Regions from separate parts of the Mus musculus genome. Here region 1 is linked to region 2. The links are chromatin contacts, called in public promoter capture Hi-C maps. All regions are on one chromosome and are shown on one strand. Each heading gives the region's core, a stretch centred on a gene start, on an enhancer-like site or on the middle of the called end of the contact. The rest is flanking DNA. Distances are from core to core; before and after follow the strand shown. Region 1 holds the start of Tgm1 (transglutaminase 1, K polypeptide). Region 2 holds the start of Rec8 (REC8 meiotic recombination protein).

Region 1 (6,124 bases), core at 2,828-5,327, 95 kb before region 2:
TTGACCTGTCCCATAATCGTCTCCGAGCCTTGCCCCCAGCCCTGGCTGCTCTGCGCTGTCTCGAGGTAAAGTATCGATTCCCTCCCATTCTGTCTGGAGTGTCCCTTTTCCACTCAGAAGTTTGCCTGTGTTATAGCAGGACCTTCTGACCTCTGACTACTGCAGGTAACCGCTTTGCCACCCCCCTGACTACCCAGGCTGGCCCTGTGAGCTTTTTCACACACCTAAGCTGGTCATTCCGGGCTGTCCATGGCTTGTACTAGTTCCAGGCTGTGTGTTTGACCTTATGCTCCCTCAACTTCCTGCTCCTCAGGTGTTGCAGGCCAGTGATAATGTCCTGGAGAACTTGGACGGCGTGGCTAACCTTCCCCGGCTGCGGGAGCTGTTACTATGTAATAACCGTATCCTTCCTTCAGTCTACTGTGCAGACAGTTTCTAGGGCAAGGAGCAGGCTGCAGGGGGGCAAACCGCAGAGGCAGAGAGCAGACAGCTCATAGGGCAAGGAGCAGCCTGCAGGGGGACAAACCACACACAGAGACAGGGTCATCTCAAGGCAGGACAGGAAACAGGGCTTGGGCAGGGTGAGCTGAAGGGAGATGATTGCCTGAGGCTGTCTGTGACTATGATTAACTTCGACTCTGGAGTTCTGTAGCGTGTGACTTCACAAGCCAGAGTTCACAGGCAGGCAGCCTGTGGAGATCCTTAGGAACCACAGAGTAGTCTAAAGATCAGGAAGGTCCATATTTTAAAGAATTCTTTGATCCCTCTTGAAATCGGAGGGTTAGAGCATCTTTGACCCACATTTCCACATATCCACTTATAAATACTAAGAGCCACTTTGAGAGCCCTCTCCACCTCTATGCCCGCACAAGGTCCTGCTTCCCACAGTCCCCTCTTCAGCTAGGCATTCTACAGTCTGTAAGAAACCATCAGACTTGCTTCCAAGCAGCAGCTTCCAGCTCTGGAGTGTCCAGTAGCAGACAGTGGGTGGGGTAGAACTATTGAGCTTTCCTTGACTCCACCGCCCAAGGCCTCCAGCAGTCTGCTGCACTTCAGACTCTTGCCTCCTGCCCCAGGCTAGTCTTCCTCAACCTGCAGGGCAACTCGCTGTGCCAAGAAGAGGGCATCCGGGAGCGTTTGGCTGAGATGCTACCGTCCGTCAGCAGCATCCTCACCTAGGAGGCCCCATCTCACCCTCACCCTTTAACTTATTGGGACTGAATAAAGACTGGAGAGGCCCCTCTAGGCTGCCAAGCTACCATTACTGCTGCCCTGACAACACTTCCTCCATTACCACCACTGTGCATTTTGGAAAAAGGAAGGGAGGGGCTCTCTGGGGTATGGGGCCACTGTCCTGTGATTCTGTCTACCAAGACCCTCAGTGTTTATGGCTGGTCAGGACCAGGGCTGGGTCTGAGTTCACCATCAGTTTTGGGCTATCGTGGTGCCTGAGCTTGAAGCTGGGATAGGAATTAGGATCAGGTTGTGGTTTGGACTGCTCATCAGAAGAGCTGTCTCGGGGCTGGAGAGATGGCTCAGCGGTTAAGAGCGCTGACTGTTCTTCTGAAAGTCCTGAGTTCAAATCCCAGCAACCACATGGTGGCTCATAACCATCTGTAATAAGATCTGACACCCTCTTCTGGTGTCTGAAGACAGCTACAGTGTACTTACATATAATAATAAATAAATCTTTAAGAAAAGAAAAGCTTTCTCACCGGGCAGTGGTGTCACAGGCCTTTAATCCTAGCACTTGGGAGGCAAAGGCAGGCAGATTTCTGAGTTAGAGGCCAGCCTGGTCTACAGAGTGAGTTACAGGACAGCCAGGGCTATACAGAAAAACCCTGTCTTGAAAGAACAAAAACAAAAAGCCAGAAGAGCTGTCTCTAGCTGGAAAAGACTGTGAACCTTTCTCCTGTGAGCCTGCCACCTTCAGCCTTTCTGCCCTGGCCCCCGTTTTACTCACAACTGAGTAGGCTCAGGACCTCTCAGTGTTTGAGGAAGAATGTGTCACAGCATCTTGCCCCACCCGGTTCAAATGACAATATTGGTCTCTGTGGATTACATTCTGTGGTTGAAAAGCCCTTGGGAACTCTGGTCCCATTTGATCCTCATACACTCAGGGATGAGATGATTAAAACATTTGAACTGACAAACTGTTCTGACCTGCCCAGGGTTGCTGAGCTCTGCATGCTGAAGCCACATACTAAACTCTTTGCTTTAGTGATTTAGCGCTTTTCCTGTTTCTATATTAATATAGAATGATTAAACAGAGGCCTGGCCTCAACTTGCCAAGGTATTTAGATGGGAGTCTACTCCTGAGGTGCACCCCACTACACTGTTGTGGCTTTGAAAGCCGCAGGGAACAAGGGCTCGAGGGAGTGGCTCAGGGGTTAGGGCAATGAGTCAACCTTAGCATAGTGGGAAAAGAGGGTGACTGGTTAAAAGAAGAAGAGTGTAGCAAAACCAGGCACTTTCCTGCTTCACTGGAATCTGCCGGGCACACGTGTGCTCACATGCCCCGCCCCTTGAAGCCACTCCTCTTCTTGTATCCTAAGTGATACACAAACAGTCCCCAAGTGAAGCCCTTTGGCTGACCCGCCACACACCTGCCTTGAATTTTGGTCTTCATTGCTATGTGTTAGAAGTCTGCTAGGTTCCAAGGCTTGCCAGCTGAACAGGGAAAAACTCACACCATGCTTACTGTCAGCCTTCTTCTGTAATCCCAGCACTTGGGAGGTTAAAGCAGGAGAGTTACTGTGAGCTCAAAGTCTGCCTGGGCTATATGTGAGATCATTTCAAAACAAACAAAAAACAAAAACAAACAAAAAAACCAAACAACCAATCAGTGTATATGTAGATCCTGGAGCTGTTCCTACTTCCCTGGATACCTTTGTACAGGATACATTTCCAAACAGATTGCTGCCTAGGATGCTGCTTTGTGTCTGTCTTTCTTTTCTTTTCTTTTCTTTTCTTTTCTTTTCTTTTCTTTTTCTTTCTTTTTTTTTTTTTTTTTTTGCCAATGCTATTTTCACTATCTTTGATGGTGGCCCATGGAGCGGAGTGAAGAGGTCCTAGTTGTCGGTGCGGTGCCTCGGACAGGGCCAGAGAGAGCCTCCCTAAAGCTGTCTGGCTCCTCTCTGCCTTGGGGCAGTTTTAATGACATCTCTGACGGTTCACCCAGAGCCAGGGCAGGAGCTGGAAAGGACAGAGAGTGTGTTCCTGGAGCCGGTTGGTCTGGATTCTCAAGAAGAATTCCAGGCTGCAAATGAGGGGAAATGCTTACCTCCAGCTGATGAGACACTCTCAGTGAAAGAAGGGAATACCAGGTAGCCTGGGGAGGAGGCTCCTGTCCACCCAGACCTGAAAGCAAGCCAAGACCTAAGCCTTCCCGAGACTTTCAAGCTGGGAGGATCTCGAACTTAGAAGAAACAGAGATAGCCCACTCATTCTGGGGGCTGTGGAACAGCTGAAAGAGAGACAGAAGGGTGCAGTATGCTGAGGGGCATGAGAAGACCTGGTAGAGCTGGCTGGTCAGGGACTGACAGGTGGAGCCAGTTTGAGGGCCTGGCCGCTGATGTCATCTGTCTGCAGCCTGAGGTACTGGGACCTTCCTAGGCAAAAGAAGTTCCAGTCCCAGGGACCAGTTTCACAGGGCCAAGCCCGGTGGGTGCTACAAGAGAGCTTAGCAGCAGGGCCCTCTGAGAGCAAAAGGAGGCATCTCCAGCTAGGGAACAGATCTGCCCTGCAGGCCTGAGTGGAAGAGCCCTTCTCTTTGCTCTCTGAACACCTAGTGTGGTAAGAATCAAGTTGGTGTGGGATCCGTCACCAAACGCCTTTCCTTTTCACTTCAGCCTCAGGTCTGACAGAACTTTGATCCGGACCCCCTCCTTAGCATGACCTCAGTTCCTAGAAAGGAGAAAGTGGGTGGAGCCAGTCTTTCCCGCCCCTACCAGAGGACAGCCCCCAGAGACTGGCCTCTTGACAGGAGGGATGAAGCAACCCTCTTCCCCTTTTCCCAGAAACTCGGCCCCGCCTCCCCTCCCCTCATAAACTGCTTACCCGGCCCGCCCTACACCTTCCACTCGCGTGGCTACGTCCAGCCTGTTGGTCCCGTCCCAAACGCCCTGACCTGCTCCACCCGGGCCCGGGACCCGGTGGTGCCATCACCAACACCGCTGCCAGGTGAGAGGCTCCAGCTTACACCTTACCTCAGTGCTGAGCCACAGCGGGCCTTCGCTGTCAAGGGACACACAGCCCAAGCCCAGAAAGGACCGATCTCCAGTGCGTACCTGCTGTGGGCTGAGACCCAATTTTCCTGGGGCCAAACTCTGCTTACGCCTGCTGTGCCATCTCCGCAGCCCTGCCTGAAGTTTGTCCAGACGTGAGGCATGTCGGGGGACTCTGACCCCTATGCCTCCTACCTGCTGTTAAATAGTCCTAGAGGCTGGACCTCTAAACTGAGAAGCCAGCGGGTGGAGAGACCGATATATACAGGGTTTGGAGGTGTTCTCTTAGGCAACTGTGCATTTCCTCAGATGGATCTTCAATGGTTTCTCCACTGGACATCTGTTTTTTAGTATGATTTGAGAGTGTCTATAGCAAGGTGGAGAGGAGGTTTTTCTCTGCAATATAAGGTGCTTCTTCTGGGTGACTGAATAGGGTCTTTGGGGCATCTCAGGGTGAGAATGTGATTATCCCAGTCACCTAGCTGGTACTGAACCAATTTCTCTGGATAGAGTTTCTGGGTGGGTGGGATGGACATCCCAGGCACAGGAGATCTGAGTGAATGAGCACCCTCTGTCTCTTCTACACAGGCACAATGGAAGGTCCTCGCTCAGACGTGGGCCGCTGGGGCAGGAGCCCCTGGCAGCCCCCTACAACACCGTCACCGGAGCCAGAGCCGGTGCCGGAGCCAGACAGACGCTCGCGCTCCCGCCGAGGAGGAGGCCGCTCCTTCTGGGCTCGTTGTTGTGGCTGCTGCTCATGTGGGAACAGAGGGGACGATGACTGGGGACCTGAACCTTCTGGCTCCAGAAGCAGAGGGACCAGCTCCCGGGGTAGGGACTCTCGGGGTGGCCGAAGACCCGAGTCTCGGGGCAGTGGTGTAAATGCAGCTGGAGATGGCACCATCCGAGGTGAGATTACACACCTTAACCTAGAGCTGAGCCTTTATGGAACCTAAGGTTTATCCTGGCATCTCTAAGGGGGCTTCTGAGACTTCTGAGGAGGGACTGGGCTCTTCGTGAACTCTTCACTGACCCATGGATGTGGTTTCACAGAGGGAATGCTGGTTGTGACTGGTGTGGATCTGCTGTGCTCACGATCAGACCAGAACCGCCGAGAGCACCACACGGATGAGTTTGAATATGATGAGCTGATTGTGCGCCGTGGGCAGCCCTTCCACATGATCCTTTTCTTGAACCGGGAATATGAGTCCTCTGATCGCATTGCCCTTGAGCTCCTCATTGGTGAGTGGGACCTGGAATGGGAAGGGTAAAGCCCCTAGACTTGAAGGGCTGGTGTTAGGTTAGAGAGGTCTTTAGGCTCCTCCCCGGCACTCCTCACCTCTGCCAAAAGAGGCTGGTGCCGGATTCATAGTGCTCCCCTAGTGGTGCTCTCAGAAAAGATGTGGTCCTGCAGTTTCCTCAAGCTGGCTTTCCACAAGCCTCCAGAGGCAACTGTCTTTCTCACAGTGCTGGCCCCTGTGTCTCCTTCAGCACGGTTGACTCCATGTCTCCATGTGCCCCTCTTTCTGGGTCTTGCTGGGTCATCCCCCTAGCCCCCATCTATCAATCTCTCTGCCTTTTTATCACAAGGCCCAAGGCAGGTGCCTCCCTCACCATGTTGCCTGGTGACCGTTGACTGCTCAGGCTGGTGATTATACAGCTACTGGGGGCGGGCGGGTGACTCTTCTAACCCTTTGATTACAGCCCAGCCATGCACACCCCAGTCTCTAATTTCCCAGGTACCCCTACCACCTCCAGAAATGCTCTGGGCTCTAGAAGCAGTGACCCCAGAGAGCCACTCTGCCCTTTAGTATCTGGAGTATTCTTTCCTATGGGGCAAATGGATTGGATTCAATTCTCTCCTTTTAGTCCTGTAGGACAGTAGTGACAATGGCCCC
Region 2 (6,423 bases), core at 1,972-4,471:
TTTAAAGTGGTATTTTTCAGCCCTTGGGGATTCTGCACCCTTTTACAGCAAGATTCTCTCTGCTAACCAGGCTTCCTGGGGTCTGGAGTGGCTTCAGGAAGGGTCTCCTTACGAGTTTTTTCCGGGGTTGCAGCCTCTAAAAGGTGTCGAATCTTTGGGAAGAAATTGGGAAGAAAAGATAGGTCTCATCTTTAGTCCTCTGTATCCTCTCTTCACACACTAGGTGCACACTGGACACCTATCTGGCAGTATCTCTATTTTTTATCTTGGAATTTTAGCTTTCTTCTTCTATTTATTTGTTTTTGAGACAGGTCTTATTGTGTAGCCCAGGTTGGCCTAAAAATTGTTTTAAAATACTTTATGTATGTTTGTATGCACCCTTGGAGGTCAGAAGAGGGCAATAGATGTTGGATCCCCAGAGCTGGAGTTATAGGTGGCTGAAGGCTGGTGGTGAAGTCCTGTCCTATGCAAGAGCAGGACACACAACCACTGAGCCATAGTTCCAGTCCTTTCCTGCTTGACAGCTCTCCTCCCTGAGACTTTTTAAAAAAGATTTATCTATTGATTTTATATATACACGAGTGTTCTATCTGCATGTAAGTCACCATGTGATTGCTGGGAATTGAACTCAGGACCTCTGGAAGAGCCACCAGTATTCTTAACCACTGAGCCATCTCTCCAGCCCTCCTTGAGACTCTTGAATTCTTATTTTAGCTTACATTACCACATCCAGTGTGAGTGTGTATGTGTGTAGTATGTCTGTATGTGTGAGTGTGTTTGGGGAATCAAATCTAGGGCCTTGTACATGGTAAGCAAATACTCTACCAGTAGACTACCCCTCCAGCCCTAACAGATGTTTGTGCCATTTGACAACAGTATGTCAGAGGCCACCACCACCTAGTGTCCCTCCTGTCCCGGCCCTAAGCTCACCCCCCAAATTAGCCTGGTCAATTTGTGTTGTCATGGGTAGCTGGTGGTGGAGACAAATTTGTGTACAATTCTAATAGATCTATGAAAAAGCAGCCTTAGCAAAGCATTCAGATTCCAGGCATCATTTACTTTTGGCTTCAAGTGGGATGATTTCATGGAAAGGGTGGCATCTGAGCTAAGTCTGGAAGGACAAGTAGAACCTGACTAGCAGAGAATGACTGGCCACTCTTACACTGTTGGGATGCTCACTGTCACAAGTAATTGTGGCACCTATGGGACATGTGCAATGGGCTGGGGTTTGGGAACTAAGGTGTCTAGAGAAGAGGACAGAGTAGGGATGAGAACCCCTAAATCCAGGTACCGAGGGATCCCTGGATGCTGTTACTGTCTGCATTCAGGACCCGCTGCTTAGATGGGAAATGGTGGCTGGAGTAATGTAATCTAAGTTGTGGGAGATGGAAGAAGACAGGGAAGAAAAGCCAACATAACCAGGTGAAGCCTGAGAGTAGGGTCTCGGTGGTGGGAACGGTGGGAGGTGGCAGGGAGAACACCTCTGGCGAGGACACCATCCTATCAGGTTGGCCCTTTCGTAAGCAGGATCTGGGGCTCTGCTTGCTTGCACCCAGCAACCCCCTTGTTCCATGGCAATGTCCCATTCCTAAATCTCAGCTCCAGAGTGACAGGAACACCAACTAACTCCTCCTCCTACGCTGTTATCTCGTGATTTCTGAGGGGTCCTAAGGGAGTGAACCCTACCTGAGGAATATCAAAAGGACTGGGAAGTCTAGGATCCACAGACATCTTCCCAAAAAAGGGTTCTGGGGCATCTTCCAGCGTCTCCATCATGGCCAGGCAGTTGGGAAGAAGCAAGCTAGGTCTGGGCGAGAACAGGGATGTAAAGGAGAGAGACTGAGGGTGAGTGGGATGGCTCGGCTGGTAAAGGTGATGCCACCAAACCCCACAGTCCCTAATTTCATCCCTGAATTTGAACTAGCATAAGGAAGAGAGCCCACTTTATTGGCTGTTCTCTGACCTCCACATGCATACAGTGCCCTCTCTCCCTACCCCCTTCCCGATCCTCTACCCCTACTCTCTCTCTCTCTCTCTCTCTCTCCTCTCTCTCTCTCTCTCTCTCTCTCTCTCTCTCTCTCTCTCTCTCTCACACACACACACACACACACACACACACACACACACACACACACACAATGCACGAGGCCAAGCAGCTTGGTATGGATGGTTTCAGTCCCAGGGCCTCACAGGTCAGCCTCCTCCATATCAATGCGAATCCGCAGCTGGGCACGATGTAGGTGCTCCAGGATATGCTGGATGTCTTCTGTGGGTGAAAACGGTAAAATAAACAACCTAGTCATGGCTCCTTCAGCTCTAGCCCACCTCTGGAGTCTCTAGCCTTACCCACAAGGTACTGGCACTGTTGAAAGTAGACCCTTATCACACCAATCTGAAGCTGGGCGGAGAGATAGAGGGAGAAGCGGGGGCGGGGCAGCCCGGCCACCGGAGGTTGCACTCTTACCAGCACATAATTGAGGATTTCCTCGCTGGGAGAACAAGAAGCCCTGATCAATGCAACACCCAAAAACCAGAAGCCCCACACCAGCGATTCCTCCCTCTTTTCTGGATCTTACCAGGTCTTTACCACATTCACATTTAGGTATTCACGCTTCACCAAACGGCTGCCTCGGGTTGCTGCCAGCCTGGAGGGGTGGGGGCAGGAACGGCTTGTCAAGGGGAGATCCCACTACCTGGCTCCTGGCATAGCCATCAGCCCTGTGCTCACCAGATGGTGGCGAAGCAGCCTGTGTGGCGCTGAAGCACGTTAGGATAGTAGAACATCTTTGCTCCTGGGTTCACCTTCCCTGCACCAATCCCGTTTGGATCTCAATCCGAATTCTTGAGAATACGAGATTTCCAGCACCATTGAAGAGTAGGAATTTGGACGGGGGTGTGGTAGATATGGATGCAAAAAGCCCAATTAGTAAAACGACTGACTATACAACTGAATTAGGAGGTAACCAAAGACACAGGAGCTAAGCATCCCTCCTTTGGCCATTCCTAAAAAGGTCTGCACAACGCGCACCATACCATCAGGATTCTGTCCAGGCAGAGATGCGGAGCTCCAAGAAAAACCCGGGCAGAGACACAGAACAGATCTTCAAAGAAGACTGAGTCCTCTTCTGGTCAAGAGGCCTTCTTCGACTCTGCTGCCCGCCACCACCACCACCACCACCACCACCACCGCCGCCGCCGCCGTAGTCGTCGTCGTTGAGCTTCTGGACCTTGCTCTAGGTCCTGTCGCCCTCCAGCGGGATCAGGTGCACACTCTCCAAGGCTTTGTACCACCGACAGCCAATGAGAAGCCGCGCCAGAAGAAACTCAAAGACTCCTGGAGCCAGGCAGCAGAACTCAGTTCCAGGCCATAGGCTCTTGGAGAATAGTCGCCAGCCAATCACGAGAATTCTGAGCGCTACCAAGGCATTGTGAGGTGTTCTGGCCAATGGCCTCTCGTTCTCGGGTAGTAACAAGGACTTCGCCAAGGTGCAAAGCTGACCAATAAACGGAGAGAAAATCCAGTCTCTCTCCCTGGCGACAGCTGACAAAGTATCTTTTAGGAGCCGGGGTCATGTGAAGGGCAGATGCCTTGGTGCTGTTTATGATACAGAGATGTAAGAGAAGGTACCTTGCCTGAGCATAGGACCTGTCCTTACTCCTAAATTTCACCAACCCGATTTTGTGCCCAGTAAGGGTCTGTGCTGTGCTAAGTGCAAGAAACTGTGTGAGGTGGCCTTTTATTCAACAAGAAAGAAAACAGCCAAGGGAGCTGTAACTACAAACTCCTATAATCTCAGCTGCTACTTGGAAGGGAGGCAGGTTCAAAGCCAGCCTAGACAATTTGAACACTAGCTCTAAGCAAAAAACAAAACAGGCCAAGAGTGGTGTGCACACCTCTTGAAGGGACTGAGGTAGCAGAATAAACTCTACTATAAGCTGCTGTACTTGGAAAAAGCTACTGCCTGCTGTCCTTGAAGCGATATGCCCCCCAGCATTGAGAGGCCAACATTCCTTTACCCTTTCATGTAATGCCAGGGCTAAGAAACCCCTGCTTGCAGGTTTTTTTCCTTTATAAACCCCTTCACCTAGAGCTGGGGTCACTCTCCTTCCTGTTCCATCAGGAAGGTTTGTAGCCCAAGCTCGAGCTTGAATAAAGACTCTCACAAGTATTTGCATCAGAATTGGGGGCCCTGGTGGTCTCTTGGGGAAGCAGGGGTCTCATGAGCTGGGCATAATACTTTTATCTCAGCAACAGGAGGATCTCTTAAGAGTTTGAGACTGGCCTGGTCTACAGACCAGTTAGGGAGAGATAATGAAATCCTGTCTCAAAAAAAAAAAAAAAAAAAAAGTAAAAAGTAAAAAGTAAAAACTGGGCTGGAGATGTGGAAATGTAGCTCAGTCGTAGAAAGCCTGACTGGCATATATGTGTATATACATATATACACATATGCATATTCACATATATACATATGTACACACATACACACACAAGGCCCTGAGCTCAGCTCAGTACTGCAAGAAAGGGAAACGACAACAACAAAAACCAGCCTTTGATCCAAGCACTCTGAAGCCAGAGTCCCACGAATCCTGTGAGTCTGAGGCCATGATGGTCTACACAGTGAGTTTCAGGCTAGCCAGAACTGTATAGTGAGACCCTGTTTCAAAACCAAGCAAACAAAGCCAAGAACAAAACAAAAAAATAAAGGTGTGTGCAGCCCTGTAACCTCAGTACTTGGGAGGAAGGACAGGAGTTGAAGGACAGCCTTCTTCTCTTCAGAGTTGCACAGCAGCCTGGGCTATCCTGAGGACTAGCTCAAAAACCTAAGAATTCAAAGAAAGCACATATTCTTTTTCTCTTAATCTTTCCTTTCTTTCATTCTTTTTTTTTTTTTTTTTTTGCTTGTTTTTTTTTATTTGTTTTTGTTTTTTTGAGACAGGGTTTCTCTGTGTAGCCCTGGATGTCCTGAAACTTGCTCTGTAGACCAGGTTGGCCCCAAATTTAGCGATTTACTTGCCTCTGCCTCTTGAGTTCCGGGACTAAAAGCATGCACCACCATGCCTCACTTAGGCTCTGATGTTAAGACTTAGTTCTGGCCAGGCATTGGTGGTGCATGCCTTTAATCCTAGCACTTGGGAGGCAGAGGCAAGTGTATTTCTGAGTTCAAGGCTCTGGTCTACAGCGTGAGTTCCAGGACAGCCAGGGCTACACAGAGAAACCCTGTCTCAAAAAAAACCAAAAACAAAACAAAAGACTTAGTTCTGTGGCAACTGATCTGACCTTTGACCCTTCAGTCTGGAGCTCAGAGTAGAGGAGGGTGGAATTTTTCCAGAACGTCTGGCTTCTAGCTAAGTTAAGTACAGTATTTGTCACATTTAGTTGCCTTATATTTACAGCATACATGGCTATGGCCAAAAGTGATTGAGAGGCTGAGTATAGTGACTCATACATATAACCCCAGCACTGAGAGGGAGACTGAGGCAGGAAAACTGCCAGAGTTCAGGGCCAGCCTGGGCTGGATAGCGATTTCAGCTTGGGCTAGTTGAGCCCTTGTCTCAAAAAAAAATAAAACAAACAAACACAGCAAGCAGGGTGTGGTGACATGCTCTTTAATCCCAGCAGTTAGGGAGGCAAATAGATCTCTGTGAGTTCAAGGCCAGCCTTGTCTACCTAGTTAGTTCCAGGACAGCCAGAGCTATATAGTGAGACTCTGTCTCAAGGAAACAAAACCAAAACACAGGCAGAGAGGCGGCTCAGTTGTCAGGAGCAGATTTGCCGAGGATCCAGATTTGCTTTCTCCGAGGCTTCTCACCACCATCTGTAACTCTAGCTGCTGGGAATCTGATGCTCTTTTCTGACTTCCTCAGGATCTTGCATGAATGTGGAACACAAAATATACACAGGTGTGCATGCACGCACACACACACACACACACACGAATTCACACACACACATGCATGCATACACATACACTTAAACATAACACCACAGGGTTTGAGGAACCTGGCCTAAAGCCTAGCTTTTTTTTTCCTTTTTCTTTTTTTCTCCTTCCTTCCTTCCTTCCTTCCTTCCTTCCTTCCTTCCTTCCTTCCTTCCTTCCCTCCTTCTTTCCTTCCTTCTTTCCTTCCTTCTTTCCTTCCCTTCCTTCCTTCCTTCCTTCCTTCCTTCCTTCCTTCTTTCTTTCTTTCTTTCTTTCTTTCTTTCTTTCTTTCTTTCTTTCTTTCTTTCTTTCTTTCTTTGTTTTTTAAAAATTTTTGAGACAGTTTCTCTGTGTAGCCCTGGCTGTCTTTGAACTTGCTCTGTAGACCAGGCCGGCCTCGAACTCACAGAGATCTGCCTGCTTCTGTCAAGCACTGAGATCAAATATATGGGCCACCACCTGACTCCCGAGCCCCATCCTGATAGCTGGGGCAAAGCAGAACTCA

What was found. Capture Hi-C pulls out chosen DNA fragments and counts their contacts.
Region 1: a promoter capture Hi-C map of adipose tissue shows a contact between it and region 2. The contact joins the promoter of Tgm1 here to the promoter of Rec8 in region 2. A contact is called at or near these places in 11 of 39 promoter capture datasets (the C10 cell line, cranial neural crest, embryonic stem cells and 6 more), 2 of 15 datasets of contacts at CTCF or cohesin (CD8 T cells and large pre-B cells), 5 of 484 Hi-C or Micro-C datasets (B cells, effector CD8 T cells, embryonic stem cells and 2 more), 10 of 115 datasets of contacts at active chromatin or transcription factors (CD8 T cells, the HPC-7 cell line, the SCID.adh cell line and 4 more) and 4 of 9 other capture datasets (adipose tissue, embryonic stem cells, liver and 1 more).

Annotation. Positions count from the first base shown.
Region 1 is chr14:55,711,445-55,717,568 of GRCm38.p6, reverse strand. Tgm1 (transglutaminase 1, K polypeptide) reads left to right here and starts at 4,077. Exons shown (of 15, transcript NM_001161714.1): 1 at 4,077-4,182; 2 at 4,815-5,135; 3 at 5,280-5,468. The coding sequence starts at 4,820. It overlaps Rabggta (Rab geranylgeranyl transferase, a subunit), which reads left to right. Exons shown (of 17, transcript NM_001360387.1): 15 at 1-65; 16 at 314-401; 17 at 1,031-1,705. The coding sequence ends at 1,179.
Region 2 is chr14:55,614,964-55,621,386 of GRCm38.p6, reverse strand. Rec8 (REC8 meiotic recombination protein) reads right to left here and starts at 3,221. Exons shown (of 20, transcript NM_020002.3): 1 at 3,034-3,221; 2 at 2,729-2,841; 3 at 2,577-2,645; 4 at 2,347-2,489; 5 at 2,191-2,266; 6 at 1,687-1,807; 7 at 68-152. The coding sequence starts at 2,784.